2 separate regions of the Gossypium hirsutum genome follow, and region 1 is linked to region 2. Evidence: chromatin contacts called from public Hi-C data. All regions are on one chromosome and are shown on one strand. The core of a region is the stretch at or near the end of the contact, and the rest is flanking DNA. Distances in the headings are between cores, read along the strand shown.

Region 1 (5,106 bases), core at 961-3,460, 140 kb before region 2:
TCATGGTATACAACCCATCTCGGGAAGTTGTCTGCTAAGCCCGACCTTGGATGTATATGGACGATCCGCGGATGCTTCACAGTTCGGTAAGAACCGTAGTTCTGCAACCTGGCCGAATGAGAGAAAAATCCAGATATAATGGCCTTCTTTATAGCCTGTAAATCATTAGGACAGCCTGTTAGTTCGATTTCGACTCTCTCTAAAAGACCCTCTAGTTGATCCCGGATGTCTCTTGCACGCCTCATGCTCCTAACCTGAACATAATTTTCGTAACACCATTGTGTCGAGTAGTTCGTTTCCCTCCAGGAATTGTAAACATTCATTAAAGCAATATGGTCACCGACGTTACTGGTATGAAAACTCATCCTCGCGTGATCAGCACGAACTTGTTCGTCTTTTGGACGGTAAAAGATCGAATTCCCAACAGAAAGCATAGCAGCAATGGAAATAACTTCATCCGAACATTTATACTTATCAGAAGCAACTATCATTTTCGATAGCATTGGATCGAGAGGGAACTCTGCCATTTGACGACCAACTTTAGTCACCTCTCCAAGTTTGTTCAATGCACCTAATGCAAACAAAAGTTCCAATGCTTTCAATAGAGCCTCATTCGATGGCGGATCCATAAAATCGAAATTCAGCAAATTCTGAATTCCGAGACTCTTCAAAGAAAGAACAACACTAGTAAGGTTGGTCCGTTGTATCTCCGATGGCGTATTATCATCCAATTTAGTTTTATAACTATCAGCAGTGTACAATCGGAAACACTTACCAGGACCTGTTCGTCCAGACCGACCAGCACGTTGATCAGCAGAAGCTTTAGAGATTGATGTTACCTGCAAAGACTCCATCCCAGTCCTCGGATTATAAGATTCCATCTTGCAAAAGCCTGGATCAATAACATAATTAATACCATCAACAGTTAATGATGCTTCTGCAATATTTGTTGCCAAGACTACCTTCCGTGAACCGATAGGAATCGGTTGAAATATTTTCGCTTGAAGCTCGGTCGGAAGGTTTGAGAATATTTTGGAGATAACAAGTTCTGGAATTTCCGACCCAAACCCACTTATCTTATGCTTCAAAATTTCTTCTGCAGACTCGATTTCTTCTTGACCCGTAAGAAACACCAAAATATCTCCGGGTGATTGTGTCACATGGATTTGAAGTACTGTAACAATTGCAGCATCCAAGTAATCCGCTACTGGTGCTTTTGTATATTGTATCTCAACAGGATACCGTCTCCCGGGAATTCGATAAATCGGAGCACAATCGAAAAAATCACTGAACTTGCTTGCATAAGGTGTAGCACTTGAAATAAGTATTTTGATATCTTTTCTAAATCGTGCTATATCCTTCAACAATCCGAAAAGAACATCGGTAGAGACAGTTCTTTCATGAGCCTCATCCACCATTATCACACCATAGCTCGCGAGATCAGGTTCGCCAAGCAATTCTCGCAACAGCTTACCATCTGTCATATATTTCAAAACAGTCTTTTCCGAGGTACAATCTTCGAAACGAATAGAATAACCAACTTCATGACCGAGCTTGACATCCATTTCTTGAGAAACACGAGCAGCAACACTTATAGCAGCAACTCTTCGAGGCTGTGTACAAGCAACCTTCCCACGTTTCGTGTAACCAGCTTCATGAAGATATTGTGGTATCTGTGTAGTCTTCCCTGAACCAGTTTCACCTACGATAACAAGAACCTGATGTTCTTCAATTGCTTTAAGCAGACTATCTCGATGTGCATAAATTGGCAACGTTCTCCGGTCTTCATGTAGCGTCTCCAATTCGGATTTTGCCTTGGAAATCTCGGGTGACTCGATTGACATCTCATCATCAACCTTCAACATGGATTCCTTGATAAACTCAATCTGGTCCTCAAACACAGCTTTTCCCAAACCGGTACCAATGCCATCTTCATTGTCGTAAGTCTTTCGCTTCCTAGGCGATACTTTCCAAGGAACATTGGAGAAGATTTCTTCAGCAAACAAATGAAGATCATCGGAAAATGCCAAGCCGTATTCTTCAAGCTTCCCTACTACATCAGCAGCCGATGTCGCTTGCTTAGCTAGTCCAATGGCATACTCAACGAACTCGGGAGTGGAAAACCCCTGCAATGCCAATAACCTATCAGAGACCCAAGTCTTCAATGCATCTTTACCTTCCCATTCTCCGGATTTTGAATCACCAGACATAGCTCCTTAACGATCAAGTTTGCAAAGCAGTAAACAAGCAACAGGATCCAAAGGAACCAATGAATCAGAAATAGCAATGTGATGCAGAGGCAGAGAGCAAATAACTCGAAAATCGAATGATTCCAATAGAAACAATCTTCGAATTCGAGTTTAGGGTTTCAAGAATTGCCTTATCTCTACTGGAACAGAGAGATGAGAGCGGCTCAGGAAATTTTTAGAGAAAAACTGTATATATATAATTTTGGGTAAACTTGGGGAGCAAGTTTCAAATATTATCGTATTTTCTTTTGTTGGACTGATTCATCCTTGTAGCATATCATGTTAGACCAGTCTCCCCTCATTCATGCCTTCCTTCTTTCCTGGAACCATCTTTGATTCTGATTGATGGGACTTCTGTCAGAAATCCATTGACCCAACCTCTCCTTGACTTGCCGCTGCCAAGTCTTCCCCAACCTCTCCTGATGTTCATGGTGAGCTAGCCTGTTATCCACCGCCCAACTGTGATGGTCCCCTTCGGCTAGTTCTTTCACAAGTGACCCCATCTTCCATCTGCTTCTTCCTCCTAATGGTTTGGTCCCCAGACTGCTTTTTCATACATATATACAACGCGTTAAATGTGACGTATTTAAAAACTTTATATATTTTTATAGGAATAAATCATTTTAAATATTGTCTACATTTTATATTTTTTATATTTACCCATTTTTTATTATGTTTGTTTTCTTTTTCAAAAAAGCTTTTTTTTATTTGCCACGTTTTCTTTTTAAAAAACATTTTCCATTATATGTTAACTTGCCCAACAATATTAAAAAATTAATAATTATAGTTAATATTTAATTATGTTTAATAAACTTATTAATATTTATCTATAAATCTTTCACTAAATTTTATTTCATTAACTAACAAGTCTAAAAATGTAAAAATTATAACTAATTATGTTGAATAAATTTATTAGTGTTTATTTACCACTATTTTTTTTATTTCATTAATGATGAGATCTGTTTACTAACTATGCTTAGGCCAAAAAATTTATTTTTATATAGATTATAAAAATTTTATTATAAGCATAAACATGTATAAGTGTTTGAGATGATTAAGTAATAAATTTATATATTATAAAAGTCATTTGTGTATTTTATAAAGTTATAACAAAAAATTATATTATTTAAATTCTAAAAATATTCTAAAGCTGGGTCAAAAACTTTATTATTTATTATAAAAATATTATAATACAGATATAACTTATTTACTATATACTATAAAAATAATTTTTTTATTCATAAAAAAATATTTTTATTAAGTTATGACAAAAAATTTATATTTTTATAAAGAATGGTATGAAATTCCTAAACAATTTAGAAAATCCTTTTTATAAATATTATTTATTATAAATTTTATAATATTTTTTTCTTAATTTAAGTATTACAAAAAAGAATAAGTCTTTCTTCAAATTAAATCTATATAATTTTTTATAATGAGATATTTGAATTGTGAACACAAATATTATAAAATCAATACTAATCATGTAAATAAAAAAAATTACACAATATCGTGAAATATGATACCGTATAGGATAATGGCGCTAAACACAAGCATCATAAACAACTTACAATTTTTTTAGTATGAGACTTTCAAGGCTTCAAAATGTAATTAAAAAAACATTTGTTATTTTATTAAGATATTTCTCATGTTAACATTATCACCTTAGTATAGCATAAAAAAAATCAAATTAAGTTGTAATTTCTATGATCCCTACTTTGAAAATTATATTTTTTTTAAATTAAAATAATTATTCAGATTCAAATTCAAATAACAATAAAAAACATACATTAAATATTATAAAAGAATTGACCCAACAAACGTACACTAGAACAATTAAATACAATGACTTATGATGTTTATTTTCTTACTATTTTATTAGTAATGCAATTATCAACCATGTTTTTAGACTAACATAATACATATGATGATTTAATTATTATTTTTATTACTTATTTACAAATTATTTTTATCATGCTGATAATTTTTTATAGTAATTAATATTTTTAAAAAATATAAATTATTTAACTGTATAATTACATTTCTTTATAATTACAAGAGTATAATTACTCTCATTAATAATCCTGTGTTGTCCAAACAAACCCTAATAATAATTAAAAACCTCATCCCATACATATGCTTATAAAAACCAAAAATATAAAACACAAAAATTAAGATACTAATTAAAACAAATGGATTTAAATGTTCATTGTTTTATTACCAATCTCGAGTCGATGTCGATTTAACTTACGACACCAACTTCATCAAACACATTATTGATATATACAACTGATAAAAACAGTAAAATGTGCATAATTAAGATTAAAATGTATAAATATATCAATATTTAACTTCAATTTAGTAGTAAAAGAGTTCAAATCCCACAATAGTGTACATAATTTTCATACTTTAACAGCTAAACTGGTGATCTAGAGGTAACATCAACTCATTTAAACATTAAAATAATAGTATATAGATACAAATATTATAATATTGATATTTCCGTTCTAATGTTTAAATTTTTTTTATTTAAATCAAAGCTCAAGACATCAACTTAATTTACTTGTAACATCGAATTAACATTATATCATTTCGATGTTAATAAATAGCCATAACAAATTTTAATTTTCATAAAAATACAATGAATATTATATTATAATATAATTTTACTTATAAATATAATAAATTAATAATTTCTATTAGAAAATATATAATTACAACGAACCCAAACCAAATCTGAACCTGAAACAAATTCAATTCATAAAAACTTTAAATCAATTCATTTCACAAGTTGATAAACCAAAATTATCCAAACAAAATTGGGTTTTTTTAATTTCTAAATATAAAAACTAAAAAC
Region 2 (5,265 bases), core at 2,246-4,745:
GATATGTGCCAAAGTCGGGTTTTAGGGATGACTAATTTAAAAAAAAAAATGAAAAATCGGAGTAACATAGTTTTAATCTTACATACCTGACATCACCTTCTCTCTTGGTCCCGAATGTCCTCAACTGAAATTCCTCTCTGATCCGGATCTCATCGAGAAGTTGGAAATAGTATGGATATCTTTCCCAATCCCCTTTCACAATGCACCCAGGTTCACCAAGATGTAAGCAATCATTGAATGAGCATTTTGCAGGTTCACTGTCTTTTAGCATTTTCCGAATCTGAAAAAGAAAAAAATCAGAACAAAGACATCGGATACCACAAAAAGCGCAAATAGAAGGTCAAGTGCAACCAAATTGTGTAAAATATCACAATTAGCAGGCAAACAACCTCGGGGAAAGCTTGTGCAAGAGATTGCTTTGTCACTTTCAACAAGCTAGGTTGATTAAACCCCGGAGTATCGGCAACATAGCCCCCTCCCAATAGTGGAAGCAACGAAACATGTCGCGTAGTGTGTTTCCCTCTGCCACTTCTTGTTGAGACCTCCCCAACCCTCTGATCTTCAAACCACTTGCTGCCTGAAATCTACAGAAATAGATGTTCTTTAAGGAAGAGAAATATACGAAACTAACAACCTCTTGGCCTTGTAGCAAGTGGCTTGTAAGGCATGAAAGTTCAAATTCAAACCCTACCAACCTGACCCCAAATTATCAATACATACATACATACATACATATATATGGCACTTATTGTTCTCAACCTAAAAGAAAAGCAAAACTACAAAAAGGACTAAATTACATAATGTGTAAATGTTAAGGGTTAAATTTTTTAGAATCAAGACTAAATTGACATATTTTATAAATGTTGAGGGTCAAAGGTGCTATTATGCCAATTTTAAAAATTGCATACAAAAAAGATAAAATTGAATAGTTAGGTAACCAAAAAAATTTTACTATAGTTGGGTGACTACCCGTGTAATTTAACCCCCCCCAACCAAAAAAAAAAAGCAATATATACATACATGTACACATATAGAGTACTCATCGCTCTTAACCGTAGCAACTCCACCCACAATTATCAATATATATAATCCACACTTAACATTCTCAACTCAAAGGAAAAACGAAAATGAAGTATTAAGGAATAAGGAAAAAAACCCACAGGATCAAACAAATTATCTCCTTCAAGGGAATCAGGAGTGCGGTGATCACTTCGGAGAACATTGATAAGGCTTGATTTCCCAACCCCACTAGGACCAACAATTACAGTTGTTTGATCCCTCAAGTAAAATGCAAGAGAATCAAGTCCGTTTTTGGTCTCAACACTGCAAAAGACCGGTTCATATCCCCAGCTTCGCAGCCTATTCTTCCATGCGAAAAGAGTCTGCAAAAGCATTTCAAAGTCCCCCAATATGCACATATGCCAAAGGAATCACACCGATGTTATTTGACAATGTAAATGTGATTCATAGATTATAAAACAGAAAATCGAGGAATTCGATGTTTCGTTGCACCAACTTTTAATTTTTTTTTGAAGTACCCTTGTACTTCAAGGACATGACCTATATCCCAACACAAATTTATACAATGGTACAAGAACACGACCCTTCAAGTACTTCACACCCATGTCCTACAGATACCGTAATTTAACACTCAAGCCTGACTCCAACTAACATAGAATATTTCATGAGATGAAGAACATCCATTTCTTTATTATAAACAAACAACTACAGAAGCTCAAATAATAGACTAGAGCTACTAGTATATATGTGTGTGTGTGTGTGTGTGTAAATTTCCATTTGATTTTCTCTTAACTAATTGCCCCTAATCTGTTGATCTAATTCCTATGTCTTATAGGATAAAAAACTTGCTAAGAACAAGTCAAATTACAATGCCATAACGAACATGTGAAATGAACAACCTATCTTGCTCCGAATTTTCATTTTTCCTAAAAGTACTCATCCAACACTCATATCAATATACATTCGAACATGGTATATGATACTTCAAAAAAAAAAAAACTTAGAAAAGGTTAGATATAACCGTATAGAATGCATACTGTACCCAACAGACCGACACTAACACTCGGCTCCAAGTAACATCGTAATTAACAATTGTCTATGCATACTCGGACACGGGGAATGAATATTGTACCCAACAGGAAAGTAACATTGCAACTAACAATTGTCAATACATACTCAGACATGGGGAATGCATATTGCACCCGACAGGCTGACACTAATACACGACTCCGAGTAACATTGCAACTAACAATCGTCAATGCATATTCAGACATGGGGAATGCATATTGTACCCGACAGGTCGACACTAACACTCGACTCCAAGTAGCATTGCAGCTAACAATTGTCAATACATACTCGATACGGGGAATGCATATTATCCCTGACAGGCCGACACTAACACTAACACTAGACTCCTAGTAACATTGCAACTAACAATTTTCAATACACATTCGGACATGGGGAATGCATATTGTACCCGACAGGCCGACACTCAACTCGGTGTAACATTACAGGCCGACACTAACGCTTGACTCCGAGTAACATTGCAACTAACAATTGTCAATAAGCTTAAAACAATTGAATATAACAATATCTTCGACTCGCCTAGTGCAAGTAACATCAGCAACTAACAGTTTATGGTAAATTACAATCAAAAGAGCGTCAAAGCTTCGAACCTCTTCATCAACGAGTTCCGTTTTGTTCAAAGCAAGCGTGAGTGGAATCCTATAAGACTCAGCTTCAACCAAGAATCTCGTAAGCATAAACGGCTCCACCGGCGGCTGTTCCATAGAGAAAAGCACGAGCAAGCGATCAACATTAGCAACCGGCGGATCAACAATCTCAGAACTCCGTTGAAACACATTCTCAATAACCCCACGCCGTTCCACCCAATCAATCGAACCAACCACCACCTTATCCCCAACCAAAACCCTCCTCTTTATCTTCTTCAAAACTGCCCTCACCACACAAAGCAACTCCAACCCAGTTTTCATACCATCCTCCGGTTCCCGTTGAACTATGACCCGCATGAAATTGGCTTGAGCAGCGGCAACGGCGCCGACGGCTTGAGAATCGGAAAGAGATGGAGTTTCATTAGGGGCAAGGACGGGAGCTAAAGAGGAGTAATCTTTGAAGGTGTGTTTAGCCTTGAGGAGGTTCTTGTTGGGTTGGGGTTTCTTGGATACGTTTTGTCTTGAATTAGAAGGGGTCTGTTTGGCGGAGAGGATAAAGAGGTGGCGGTAGGGTGGTGAGTGACGGCGGAGAACGGTGGTTATGGCGGGTAAACGGCTGCGGAACAGTGAAAAAGAAGTGATTGGCATCGGGATTCAGTGGGGAATCGATTTCGTTAAACAATTTTGATTTTTTTTTCTTTAAAAAATTTACAGTTTTGATTTGATACTTGAAAAGTAAGAATGTTCATACATTTTTTTAGTGAAAGAGGAAATGTGTGTTTACTATGTTCGGACAGTGCGCGGTTATTTATTTATTTATTTATGAGGGTTAATCCTTAGTTGCCACGTCGCACCAAAAATTTTTTCTTTTAAAAATTCATTAAAAAAAGAGAGCGAAACTTCAAGAAACTACAGGAAGAAATTAAAAAATATTACATTATTTAAAAAAAATGAAATATTGCTAAATTGAAATAATTCTCATAGTTCTTTGGGGATTAAAAGTATTAAAAAATTCAAATTTTATAATAATTTTTTTAAATAAATATTTCTGAATTTTTCAACACCTTTTTCATTTTTCTGATTTTGCCTTTTTTTAAGTTTTACATACTTTTTACAAAAGTATATTTCCATAAAATTGGAAAAATCTTAAATTTTAATTTTTTTATATTTTAGAAAAAATTTACTTTAAAAATTTATCTTATAAAAGTAAATTTGTGTCACGTGACACGTTAAAAAAACAAATTTTACCTGAATTAAGCTCGAAGAACAAACTTTACTCGAATTAAGCTTGATTCTGTTCAGGGCATAGTTAGGAGGTTGGTAGAGGCTCAATCTCCTAAAATGAAAATTTTTATATTTAAGCTTTTAAAATTTTAAAATTAGTAAAAATAAAATTACACTTTAACATTTCTTAAAAATGATAAAAATTTAATTTAATCTTTTAAAAATTATAAAACTATAAACTATTAAAATAATAAAATTATATTTTTTTATCGTAAAAGTTATAACTTAATTTCATCTCCTCGAAAAAAATTTCTAACTTCGCGTCTTATTCTGCTCATTTAACCGATAAAAGATGAACACAACTATCATGCTCAGACTCAATTATTTATACTTGATTTCGAGTTTGTATAGAAAATTTTGAATACTAACTACAAAGAAAAACTCGAGTAAGCTCGTCAACTACTCAGCTCAGGCATTAAATTACTTCAAATTTGACTCATTTGATAGCTCAAATCAAATAAACTCAAGCTCGATTCGAAACGTAACAGAACTGAATAACTTCCAAACAAGTTCCCGTTTAAACTAATTTGATTCTTTTAAGAAATTTCAACATCAACAATGACAAACTAAGTCTATCAGTGAACTGTCTTTGTAGAATCCGATGGAATCCCGTCGGCCGATCTGTGAAGGCAAACATCTTCAATTAGGTCTAGGTGAAGGACGGTCCTCTTAGGCTCCAGTTACTTCGACCATCTCCTGTTCTACCGTGCTCGGCATCACCGGATAGTATCTATAGTGAAGTTCTCCAACGTCATCGCCTGATAGCTTCTTCCAGCCATTCGGTCCCACGTAATAAACTGGTTAAGAATTATAAAAGTTTGTTAAAAGTAGGATAAGGACAAGCGTAAAACAGAACCAGAGGGAATGTTACTATAAGACTGGAGGAAGAGAGAAATACCGCTGGCGACACCACCACTGGCTCCGTCTCGGAATGTGGCATGATAAATAGCTCTTCGAGCCAACTCTGCTGCCTCTTCAACTGACATGTCATACCGATAGCTGGTACAGAGTTCACCCGAAAATAGAAATGAATGATCATGAATACATGGAGCTAAGCATAATACGAGAAAAAAACAAAAAAGAATTCTCGATTGAGGCAGTGCTATCTTACTTTTAAACACAACTGGTTTCTTGCCAACTGCTTATCATCAAACAAGTAATACATCCATAATTAGACTTGTCAATTAGGCGGGTTGGGTTAATCTACATAGGTTCATTTCGGTTTTAAGATTTTTGGAACTTCCAGTTCAGATCATTTGTTTTGGGGGGCCAAATTTTCAGGTCAGAC

The links. A called contact is a pair of places that touch in the nucleus more often than the background predicts.
Region 1: a contact with region 2 is called in a Hi-C map of leaf, with 1.6 times the contacts expected there. The contact joins the promoter of LOC107898615 here to the promoter of LOC107898631 in region 2. A contact is called at or near these places in 2 of 34 Hi-C or Micro-C datasets (both in leaf).

What each region holds. Positions count from the first base shown.
Region 1 is chrD04:57,143,406-57,148,511 of Gossypium_hirsutum_v2.1, reverse strand. LOC107898615 (pre-mRNA-splicing factor ATP-dependent RNA helicase DEAH1) reads right to left here and starts at 2,210. Exons shown (of 5, transcript XM_041091054.1): 1 at 963-2,210; 2 at 776-892; 3 at 255-571; 4 at 1-155. The coding sequence starts at 2,210. The coding sequence ends at 836. LOC107898617 (ranBP2-type zinc finger protein At1g67325) reads right to left here. Exons shown (of 10, transcript XM_016824123.2): 10 at 2,622-2,792. The coding sequence ends at 2,694.
Region 2 is chrD04:57,006,284-57,011,548 of Gossypium_hirsutum_v2.1, reverse strand. LOC107898631 (small ribosomal subunit biogenesis GTPase RsgA 1, mitochondrial) reads right to left here and starts at 3,495. Exons shown (of 4, transcript XM_016824139.2): 1 at 2,697-3,495; 2 at 390-584; 3 at 87-280. The coding sequence starts at 3,341. It overlaps LOC107898632 (proteasome subunit beta type-5), which reads right to left. Exons shown (of 8, transcript XM_016824140.2): 7 at 4,876-4,976; 8 at 4,398-4,774. The coding sequence ends at 4,647.